Linked DNA regions of Mus musculus: region 2 is linked to region 1. Evidence: chromatin contacts called from public HiChIP or PLAC-seq data. All regions are on one chromosome and are shown on one strand. The core of a region is the stretch at or near the end of the contact, and the rest is flanking DNA. Distances in the headings are between cores, read along the strand shown.

Region 1 (5,333 bases), core at 209-2,708:
TTAAGCTTCCAGTTTGATGGGTGTTAGAGGTGTCAATCAATGCAATTTAGATGATGGAACCAAGCCATAAGTTCAGAAATGATCATTGATGCTGCCAAGTATGGCAGAGACATGGAACTCCAACATAAGAAGAGCCTTGAAGGATGGGTAAGTCCATCCATACAACAGACAGCAGGTGCATCTTTCAAGGTCACACAGCTTGTAAGTGACCAAGCTTTTTTGTCTCTCTACTCTAAGATCTTTAGTAGTTCCTTAGCAGTTAGTTGAGGTGCATTAGTTATCTATCTACTACCCCCATATCAGATAACCCCAAACTGTGGTTCAAACCATAAATGTTGACTAAATCACCTTTTCAACAGGTCAGGAACTCACCGAGTAGATAGGCTGAGCAGTCATGTGTTGTGATTGAACTGAGTTAGCAGTCAATAGGGACATGCCATCTCTGGCTTGGCTGTGGCACTGTGTCTTCAAGTTCTATCAGGTGGTTTTTGGCAGAGGGGCTCTGGTATGTGTGGGCTTTGGGCAGGTAGCTTTGTTTCTTCCTCAAGTGGATTCTCCACAAGGCTCTTGAGTTTCCTCAAAACATGGCAGGTATCTTCCGCCAAAGTAAGGTGTGGGTAGATAGCATCTGCAGTACCTATGATGACATGTGTCATACATTGTCACCTGCTTTGGCCAGTTGGCAGTGGGTCAGTGCATTCTTCTCCCTTGAAGGCAGAGGTTACTGCTGCTTCGTGATGGGGAGTTTCCATGCACATTTGCATCTATCTCAGCAACAGAAATGGAGCCTATATCCTGGCATCAGGGCTGAGATGATCACATACCTCACTGTCTTCAGGCATCAAAGAAATGGTATGGCACTTCATGTCAATGGTAACTCAGTTAGCCCATCACAAGGTATGGTGGTGAGAGATCTGACCAAGACCTATCTCAACTAATTTCATTCATGACACTTCAAGGCTAGACACCCATTTACAGAGGACACCTCGAGTAGAGGGTGGGACACACTAGTGCTCACTACCTTGCCTAGTAACTTGTGAAATTCTCATCACCCAGATATCCAGTTCCATTTTACTACTTGTGAGAAGCTCGAGTGCCCGCTGTTCTGCCTCCAAAAGAATGTTTTCCCCACACTAGGAAATGCAAGAGGTTTTTACTAGTATGTTCATAGAGTTTAAAAAAATATGGGGAGAGTCCAGGGCTCCTGGATCAGACTGGCAAACACAAAGTGGCACCTCCCACCCCCCTCCACCCCCCCCCCCCACCACACCTCTTTACAACCCCAGTGAGGGCTTTTGGTCCAATAGTTTCATCCTAGGGGGCGTTGGGAGAGCTGGCAAATACTCTAAACAGATAAAAGATAATTGAACAAGGAGCGAGTGGTAAAGGGTGACAAAGTGCTATTTCCATTATAAGCTTATCTCAGTAAACTTTCTCAGAGCCCCGAGTTCCCGAGCAGGGTGTGGATTTGGCAATAGTAAAGAAACAGGCCAGGCCAGGAATGTCTGGGGAGCTAATGAAAGCCCCTGAAGTGGTTGACGTTCCTATCTCTGCTTTGGATCCCTGCCACCTTGACACAAATGTCAGACGGTGTTTAATTGGCAAACAGGGCTTCAAAGGGTTGCTGGGCCCTGCTCCCAAGGCCCCAGGGCCTGTTAATGTTTAATTGTCCTGTGCAAGGGCCCACTATTGCTCACAAGACTTGGGCATTTATTGCACTTTGCAAAAGCAGTATTATGAGGCTCCTTGTTCTGCGAGTGAGCCTTTTACAGACATGTCTTGGGTGTCCCTGGCTCACCTAACCCTTAAGAAGCAAAGTTACCAAGTTATCCACCAGGCCAGAGAGAAATACCTTCAAGTTGAAAATAGTGGAAACACTCCCTGTTCGCTAAGTTGGCCTGAAAATCCAGACGTATCCAGAGAACACTAGAAACATCAATGGGATGAGCTGAGGGTTTGGAGCAGAAGTGAAGGAGACTGAGGTTGAGGGGATTAAGCTGGATGGTAACTGGTTCTAGTGTAGATGGTGCTTGCTCTGTATGTGTGCAGCCCCACTGCAAAGGCGAAGGATGGTGCTTGCTCTGTATGTGTGCAGCCCCACTGCAAAGGCGAAGAGTTGATTTTCCTTCATTCCCTCCTCTGTCCCAAATAGCTATCTGTTTTAACATTATTCTTATAATCTAAAAAGTCAGAGAGACTGTCTTGGTGAGACTCTATTGCTTCTGTCTAATTGCACAGGGAGGAAGAAGAAATAACAAAAGACAAACACCCCTTCCCCCTACACGATGTGGAAACTCTGAATAAAAGACAGGCTTCCAACTTTTGACGACTGAAAACCGCACTTTGAATTGAATATGAATGATTTCTTTGAGTTGTCAATTGAATTCAATTCAACTGAATACATCTTCTTGGAGGGGGCACTAAGCCTTCATAGCAAACAATCCCTTTGGCTTCGCATGAGTGCTGCTTAGAGAACGAGTCTCTGTTAAATTGTGGAAATGCATTGGGTCGTTGTTTCAGTCATCCTTCTGCTGATTGTGAATCTCTCTCTAAAGAATGTAAAGAGAAATATCTAATTACACCACTTATATCAGAATGGTGAGGCGTATATTTATCCTGTTTGTTAATTACATATGTCACAGCTAAAGACCACACATCAGCTAATGTCAACAGCAGCTCGAAGGGCCTGGTAAGCATCAAAAGGGAGGTGAATACCAAATTAAAAAACAAAATCCAGCAGACTGACTAAGAAAGTATGTATATTCTTAATATATTTACATTAAATCAGACTTTCTTTCTTCTCTTGCCTGGCTTTACCCTCACAGGTTCTCAGATTGTTTTTGTCCCATTGGCATCTGTTTTCTTACGTGCAGAATCACCACTTATTAGCAGGTGTCAGGGCCACTAACCCTGCAGGTTGGAGGGCGATGCAGCCGGAACTTGAACATTAAGTCTCTTTACCATAATTCTTTTGCTCCAATGGATTCCGGTCCTTCCATTCCTACTCTGAGTTCCTCAGTCCTCCTGCATGCCAAGAGGTCAGCAGATGACCCCTTCTACCATGAAGTCTAGTCACATCCAAAGACCCCAGCCATAGACCCTTAGATTCTTGGGAAAGTAGACTTAGAAATACCCTGTTGTGTACAAAGCAAGCACCTTGTGAATCTATACACACAGTTAATTAGTTCAGAGCCTAAAATATTATGTGATTCTTTTCTTAATAGAAATCAAAAGCCTTTATGCACACTTTCTTGGCAATTTTCAGTGAAGGGCATATTATCTTCTGGATAGATCTATGGGAACATGCATTACACACCTACCTCTTATTCTCATTAATGATGATAACAGCATGCACACAGGAGCACGGCACTTGGCTTTTACACAAGAGGCCTCCCTCCCTCCTTTTCATTCTGTTGTTAACAACCTCTGCTTCGCGTTTTTTTCCAGGTGAAACAAAACACTAAACACTGTTCCTGATTTAAACACTATCTCGGGTATACGTTTTTCAAAAGATGTGAGATTGGCACATTACAAAGGCTTTCAAATTTACTTTAGGATAGCAAATGATTATGACTGCCACCCACCATCCTCTCTCAGTGTTTCTCAAGAGGGCCTAGGTTGGGGAGGGAGTTGAGGCTTGCTCTCTGAACAGTATAAGGCTTTGTTAGCCAGGAGTCCAAATCTTTAAGCAGTCAACCTGTCCCCCACTAGCGTTGACAAAACCAAGACTGATGAATGGAAGAGTCAGAAAGCTGAGAAGAGATGCTGCTAAATCCTCCAACTGTGGACAGAGTAGTAGTAAATCCACACACCTACCCACTCATTCATTAGCCTATTCATTCCGCTACTCCTTTACTCAACAGAAATGTAATCAATACCTACGGTGTGGCTCCCAGTGTGCTGGGCTCCGAAGACACAGTGCAGAAGCACATTAAGATCTGTGTTGGTGAAACACACAATGCAATGGGAACACAGGAATTATCTAACTAACTATGTCAGTGGCCCTCTCAATACGGCTATGTACAGGGAACTATGAGGACTTTATGAAGGAAGCGACTCACAGAAATGAGAGCAGGAGCTTCAGTATGGAAGAGGCATAACTGTCACCATGGTGATAGGCATCTATTGAAGAAAAGCTTGACATTTGCAGGAAGCAGTGTGCACAAGGTCCCTGAGACAGATGGACTCAAATTCTATAAGTAATTTATGTAAAAATGCATGTATGCTATTTATAGAAAATGCAGTATTACAATGAATGTAAAGCAATATTATTTAATAGTAAAAGAGAAATATTTTTCTTATTTTCAGTCAATGAAGATAACAACAGAGTATTCTCTTGCCCTCTGCTTCTTCTTGCAAAAATGGGGGAGGGCATTTAGTGCTTGGGAAGATGGCTTAGTGAATAAAGTGCTCCAAAGCCTGAGTTTAGATTTGAAAAGCCAGGTAGTGTGAATGGAGCATGTCTGTAGCCCCAGAACTGGAAGGCCGAGATAGACATACCCTTTGGTCTTGCTGGCCAGCCACTCTAGCAGAAATGGCAAGCTTCAGGTTCAGCAAGAGAACTTGTCTTAAAAAAAATAAAGTGGAGAGTTCAATGAGAGAAGCCACCTGATGTCAACCTCTAGCCTCCATTTGGGCATACACTCCTGCATATATGCAACATGCATGTGCATAGTCATACACACACACAAAATTTATCATTTATCACAAATCAGTTTTCCACAAAGCTGATGCTAGACTCGTAATCTCTTAGTTTGGGATTAAAAATAAACAAAAATTCCCTTCTAACTCCCCACTATTCAATCCTTCACTGCTCATTCCACAAGACCAATGACATCTATGTTCTTAACCTGTATTTGCCAAATGTTTATGAAGAATGACCGGATTTTTAAGCTTTCTTTTTCTAGATAGTGCTTTTATAAAATATAATAAAAATACTAAGAAAACATCTACATAATTTGATCTCAACTACTGTAAAAATTTCCACGCTACTCACAATTGCAATGCTTTTCTCAGTTTGGAAGGACGGTAAGCAGCTTACACCAACTTTCCTTGAAAGCCCTTGAGTTATTTCCTAGCTTTAAACATGCCTCATTGACCTGTAGGCAGCCTATCATGCAGGAATCTATGCACATCTCTTGAAATTATTCACGTTTCCTGCCTGGGCCCCTCCTTGGGTAAGAGGAGCATTCCTCCCAACCGTGCATTCCTCCCAACCACAAGAAACAGTATTTCTTCAATGGACTTGTGTTTCTGAAACTCTTATGAGGAATTAGCCTCAAGTCTTGGTGTTTGCAGGTTTGTGATGAGAACTCCAAGTATCTCCTGTTTTA
Region 2 (5,693 bases), core at 2,205-4,704, 710 kb before region 1:
TTTCAGTGTCTCTGGTTTTATGTGAAGTTCTTTGATCCATTTAGATTTGACCTTAGTACAAGGAGATAAGTATGGATCGATTCGAATTCTTCTACATGATAACAACCAGTTGTGCCAGCACCATTTGTTGAAAATGCTGTCTTTCTTCCACTGGATGGTTTTAGCTCCCTTGTCGAAGATCAAGTGACCATAGGTGTGTGGGTTCATTTCTGGGTCTTCAATTCTATTCCATTGGTCTACTTGTCTGTCTCTATACCAGTACCATGCAGTTTTTACCACAATTGCTCTGTAGTAAAGCTTTAGGTCAGGCATGGTGATTCCACCAGAGGTTCTTTTATCCTTGAGAAGAGTTTTTGCTATCCTAGGTTTTTTGTTATTCCAGATGAATTTGCAATGTTTCTTTCTTTTTAATGTAGGTTTGGTATCATGTATGTAGCAACCGTGGGAAGGGATGCTATAACACTAGACTCAAGGAAGATGGCGGCTGTACTATCTGGTACAATGAAATGCAGGTAAGACTCCCAGAGACTTTATTGACATTGATAAACAGCCTGCATTCATCTAGAAAATTTACATGTCTACTTTCATCTGTTTGTCAGTGATGAGAGAAGGGTAATTGGCTTATCATTTTGTCTGTAAACTGTGACTTGACTTCCAGGGATCTAGCCTCCATGTATATTACGCATTCAGCTTGCATAGTGTTATTTCATGCTATTACAGTGAAACTCTTATCACAGTGAATTTTTTATCTAAAATACTTGCATTTTCTCACTCTTTCTTAGCTACTTTCCGAGATAGAAGAGCACCTGAACTGCACCATTTCCCAGGTCGAGCCAGATATAAAGGTTCCAGTGGATGAGTTTGATGGGAAAGTCACATACGGTCAAAAAAGGGCTGCTGGCGGTAAGCTTTCAGATGCTTCAGTGTGCTCTGGCTCCCTCCCTCCCTCCCTCGACTGCACCCGCTGTTTCTCCTATCCCAGACTCAAGATCCTCCTGCCTCAGCCTTCTGAGTGCTGGGATTATAGACATCCACCAGCACATGTAGCTAAATTTGCCTCTTTGAGTGTGAGTTTATGAAGACCATGATTTTGTTCCATTATGCTAACAGTATATTATTAGCATATTAATTGTCCTCTCCTAATTGCTCTCCAGTGCTTTGTTATTTGACTTCCAGCATTTTATTGTGTGATCTGTATGTGAATGAGGGGCAGCAATTAGCTGATTGTCTTGAAGTATTCATATTAAGAGTACTTGAACTTTTAAAGAATTATTAGGAAATCAGTATTATCATTTTTGAACAAAGAGTCAGGAGTCTTTAAGTGGCAACCTCGGTTAGTGTTCTCTTTCCCCAGAATGTTTCCGAATTCTTTTGATTCAGGGTATACTAAAGGAGTGGGAGATGTGGGCATCGAGGCAACTAGTAGTGAGGCTTGATTACTGATTTATATTGAAATTCTTGATTTAAAAACTTAAAGCTCAAGGTTCTGAAGATAACTTGTCTGTTGGCAAGTTTTTACTGCTGGAAACAATATTTGAAGTGATAAAATTGGGAGCAGGGCTTCCTGACAAGTGCTTCAAGCATGCCACTTACATTGCTCCTGGTTTGTATGTTCGTGCAGGTGGAAACTACAAAGGCCATGTGGATGTCCTGGCACCTACCGTTCAAGAGTTGGCTGCCCTTGAAAAGGAAGCACAGACCTCTTTCCTACACCTTGGCTACCTTCCCAACCAGCTGTTCCGAACCTTCTGACGTCATGTAGACAGAGGAGCATTGGAGTCATAAAGTCTGTAGTCTTAACTCTAACCCTCTGGTGCTGCTCTCTGAGCAGCAGTATTTACAATAACCGAGCTATCACGGCTAACTCTCGCATGTCAGGAAACACAGACCTTAGCGATTCTCCATAAAATGGCAGCCCAATGAAAATAAACTTGACAACTATATTTTCATGAAGGCTTGTGTCTTCTTTTAAAGTTATACTTGTTTTTTTTTTTTTTTTTTCTTTTAAGAACACTGTGGGCTTGTGAAATATAGTTTATGGATGTACAAATGTGACCCTGGACCCATATCAAACCCAGACTGAATATCTTTTGAGTGAAATTTTCCACAGGAGTGATGCTACGCTGAAGTGATTTTCAGATATTTCAGGCTGTCTAGGTACATTATGAAGCTGGAGGAGAGCTGTAAAACAAAAGCCAAGGACCTCAAGGTGGTTTGGAAACTAGGAGGGTGCTTGGAAATTCAGTATGGATTGATGACTAATGCTGGTGACAGGGTGTCTCTGAATTTTTTTCAAGAACCTTTCTTTGCAGTTGATTCACAGAAGGACAAAATGACTTTGCTGTGTCTCTGTGTTCGAAAATCAGTTAATTTCTGTCCTTTGATTAAAATAACCTCAAGGAGAAATTTCGAGACATAATTGAATTGCTCTGTGGAGCCTTTGGACTCCTAGGTGAGGAAGTAGTTTCAGGGGTAGATGTGTTCTCTACCTAGAGATTGCCCAAGAGCAATGAAATCGTCCAGCAAAATCTCAAGGGAACACTAATGGGAGCGCCACCGCGGATGCTTCCCTTCCAGACTCTGTACAAAGGGATTTGTCAGTGCCGGTCATTAGTTAACTTGTAGACCAGTTACTTTATAGAGATGTCCTAGGACTGCTCTCGCATCTCTTGGCCATGTGAGGACTGCTCTTTGTAGGTAGAAATGCATGCTTACGTGCATAGTAGCAAATACAGCCCTGAAGTTCAGTACTGAACTTAGCATTGCTTAAATACTAAGAGCCAGAAAGAATCCACCTGAGCTACTGGATGATAGGACTGCAAACAGCTCTGGAATTCCTTGGTTTCATTGTTTGTTCTCTGAACCACCTTTGAACCCAGTAGTGACTGGGCAGCTAAGAGCAACGCTGACGAGCTGAGTGACAGCTGAGGAGTGGTTCAAGTTGCTGTCTAGCTTTGAGCTGTTGCGGGAGAAAGCGTCACGTAAACCGACCCACGGTGGAGGTTTGGGGGATGTACATGTGTGCAGTGTGGAGACCTGACCCAAACTGCTGTCTCTTTTCCCGCCTCCCCACTAATGCTCTCCTAGTGTTTGTGCCAGGGGTAAGCCTATGAGTTGTTCATTAAGCCTGCTTGCCATTGATGACTGAACCTGAGAAATGCTACTGCATCCTTCTTCCCTTTACAAATAGGAACTCCTGAGTCTGCTAGGGTCTCCTTCCCAGCATCCCATCAGTAGGGTATAAGAAGAATGGCTGTCACTTCTGTGCCTCCTCTGCCTTCCCCTCACTCGGCCATGGGAGCAGTACTAGTGAGCCAGTAGATACTATTAGTTTAGTGTGATTCTTGGGAAATGGCAGAAAGACCTGATAAGGGACCTGGCTGACCCTAGGAAATAGCTGCCCACTCTCTGTGAATTGTCTGGTACTGTAACTGGGTCTTATCTGAGCTGCTGCATGGTCAGATCTTGGTCACAGAACTTTGGCGTCTGCCTCAGAGCACTAGAGGCCCTGCAAAGGCTAGAACATGTTAAATATTAACTTGTAAATGGTACTGTTTCTGACTCAGCTTCCTTATTGTCCCTTGTTTTTTCAGTTCTACAGGAGCTGAAATGCTGCTCACAGGTCTGGGTCATTCTTCTCTCTAAACAAATGCTATGGTTTACTCCACTTCAGTGTTCGATGGGTGTGGCTTCGGGCTTTGATTCTGAGGGTCACCCCTGCATAGTGACTGGAGTGGTTTTGTGCTTGAGGAATTGGGATGTATTTCCACTCTTAATAAGCTTGTAACAATCCATTGATAATTTATGTCATAACGCTCCCGCAGTGCTGATGAGCACTGAGGGGAACTTAGAGGCATATGAGCTTCAGTCACTGTGGCCTGGGTGGAATCTGCATGAGCCCATGCTTCAGTATATCAGAGCGCAAGGTCACAGCTTCTCTAAGCTGTGGTTCCTTCATGAAAAGGAAAAGAATGTGCATTATTCAGCAGCCTATCAGGCGTTCTGCGAAAGTTCAGTAGATGAGGGGCACTCGTACCGTATTTCTTGTTATTTACATTATTTCCATTGTCCTTGTACAGTGCTGCAGTGCGTACCTTCTCAGAATGTTGTCTTGAACACTGAATTCAAGACTGAACACTGGATATTTTCCAGGACCAGACCGCCAGTGCCAGATTACTTTCTGAAGGGGTTGTGCTGATTGACAGTCACACTAACAACCCAGGAAGAGCCTTGTGGAATATATTTTATGAATTAAAATAGAACTTGTTGTACTTAAACCTTGCTGTGTGTTTATAGAGTATAGATCAGTGCTAGTGAGAAGCAGATAGGAGGCACTTCCCACTTGACTCTGTACCCTGCTCCTTCCCTGTGACTGCCACCACCCCCACCCTTCCTACCCCCACCCGGCCACTATATTATGGGTTATAAGCTAAATATAAACTAAGATCTAAGCTTGAAGTCGGTCTTTTTTTCTTTTTTCTTTTTTTCCCTTTTCAAGGTAGAACTATGTGGCAATGACTCAGTCTGCCCCAGATTTAAAAAGAAAGAAAAGAATTGGTTCCTGGCCAATTGGAAATGGGTAGAACCATTTCGTCACATTCCTTGCCTTGTTTTGACTTAGAGAAATTATGTGCTTCATTGTCATTTGATAAGATACATTAAATAAATTAAAAAAAAGAGTAAATGCACAAGGAAACCCAGGGTAGATTTCCTTACAGCAATCTTATCGTTTGACTAGATAATGTCATTTTCCAAAGGACTAGTAGCAGTCCCGAAGTGATCTGGTTTCGTGGGAGTGGAGGAGGGACTATTGGAACAAAAATGCAATGGTCCAGGAAGGAAAGGGAGGGATACTAGTTTGCTATTGTGAAGGATGTCTTTCAAGGGAGGAAGAGATGAGGGAACTAAAGGGGGTTCCTGGGGGGTGGGGTGGGGAGGAGGGATGGGATTTATAGGGAGAGAGGGCACTGTAGGGGGTTGGTTCCTTTAAGGGAGGAAAAGATTGAGTATTTTGCTGTCAATTTCTGTTCAGTTGTTTTAGATTCATTTAAAATTCTTTAAAGCCTTAGTTTCTTTGTTTCTGATATTCCACTTCTAGTTAAACTATTGAGAGAAATCTGAAAGATTTTGCAATCTAGGAGGTCTGCAGGACCCAATAAGAGTTACAGACTTCTCTTTAACCTACTCACATCAGAGTCTGTTAGTTCAAGGACAGAACCCAGGACCACTGAGAGAAACACAGAAGTAGCTCTCAGAGCTTTTCTCATGGCAAATTTTTACCCTAAAGATGGCCCAAAGGACATGAGAGCCAGATTCCTTAAATGAAGTGCAGGGTCTGTCTAGACCTTGCCTCCAGGAACTCTGCCGTGACTGCTCTGGATGGAGTAGGCCTTGGGTGTCCCAGGTGATGCTAGCAAGCTGTTTTAAGTGGAGCCTGATCCATCCCTATGCATGCATGCATGCACATGTGCATGAGTGTGCATTCAGGGTTTTGTAGAGAATCTCGGATAGAAACTGATTAGAGGAGGAGAGACTATTACTTGAGTGTTGAAGTAGTGATGGCCATCATGAGTTTGGCTTTTCCTTCCCCACATATTGTGATTCCCTGGCTGCTCGCAGATGTTAGCTGCTTAAAGTCTGACTGGACATAAAGGGAAATTCTGTGTTTAGACAAAGTGGTACTGGACTGGTGG

Evidence for each region. HiChIP or PLAC-seq counts read pairs in DNA pulled down with a chosen protein or histone mark.
Region 2: a contact with region 1 is called in a FOXA1 HiChIP or PLAC-seq map of pancreatic cancer cells. The contact joins two enhancer-like sites. A contact is called at or near these places in 2 of 484 Hi-C or Micro-C datasets (cortical neurons and ventricular fibroblasts), 2 of 115 datasets of contacts at active chromatin or transcription factors (embryonic stem cells and pancreatic cancer cells) and 1 of 9 other capture datasets (embryonic stem cells).

Annotation. Positions count from the first base shown.
Region 1 is chr12:12,505,631-12,510,963 of GRCm38.p6, reverse strand. All of the region lies in intron 2 of Gm34489 (a long non-coding RNA gene), which reads right to left. Among named protein-coding and RNA genes, the nearest start is that of Gm34489, 87 kb to the right of the region's middle. Within about 2 kb of position 1,458, at least 39 of the 459 cell types and tissues checked have an H3K27ac peak or open chromatin away from gene starts, as enhancers often do. A contact at or near this core is called in pancreatic cancer cells, where this site is marked.
Region 2 is chr12:13,215,557-13,221,249 of GRCm38.p6, reverse strand. Ddx1 (DEAD box helicase 1) reads left to right here. Exons shown (of 26, transcript NM_134040.1): 24 at 417-512; 25 at 783-903; 26 at 1,622-1,943. The coding sequence ends at 1,752. Among named protein-coding and RNA genes, the nearest start is that of Ddx1, 31 kb to the left of the region's middle. Within about 2 kb of position 3,454, at least 40 of the 459 cell types and tissues checked have an H3K27ac peak or open chromatin away from gene starts, as enhancers often do. A contact at or near this core is called in pancreatic cancer cells, where this site is marked.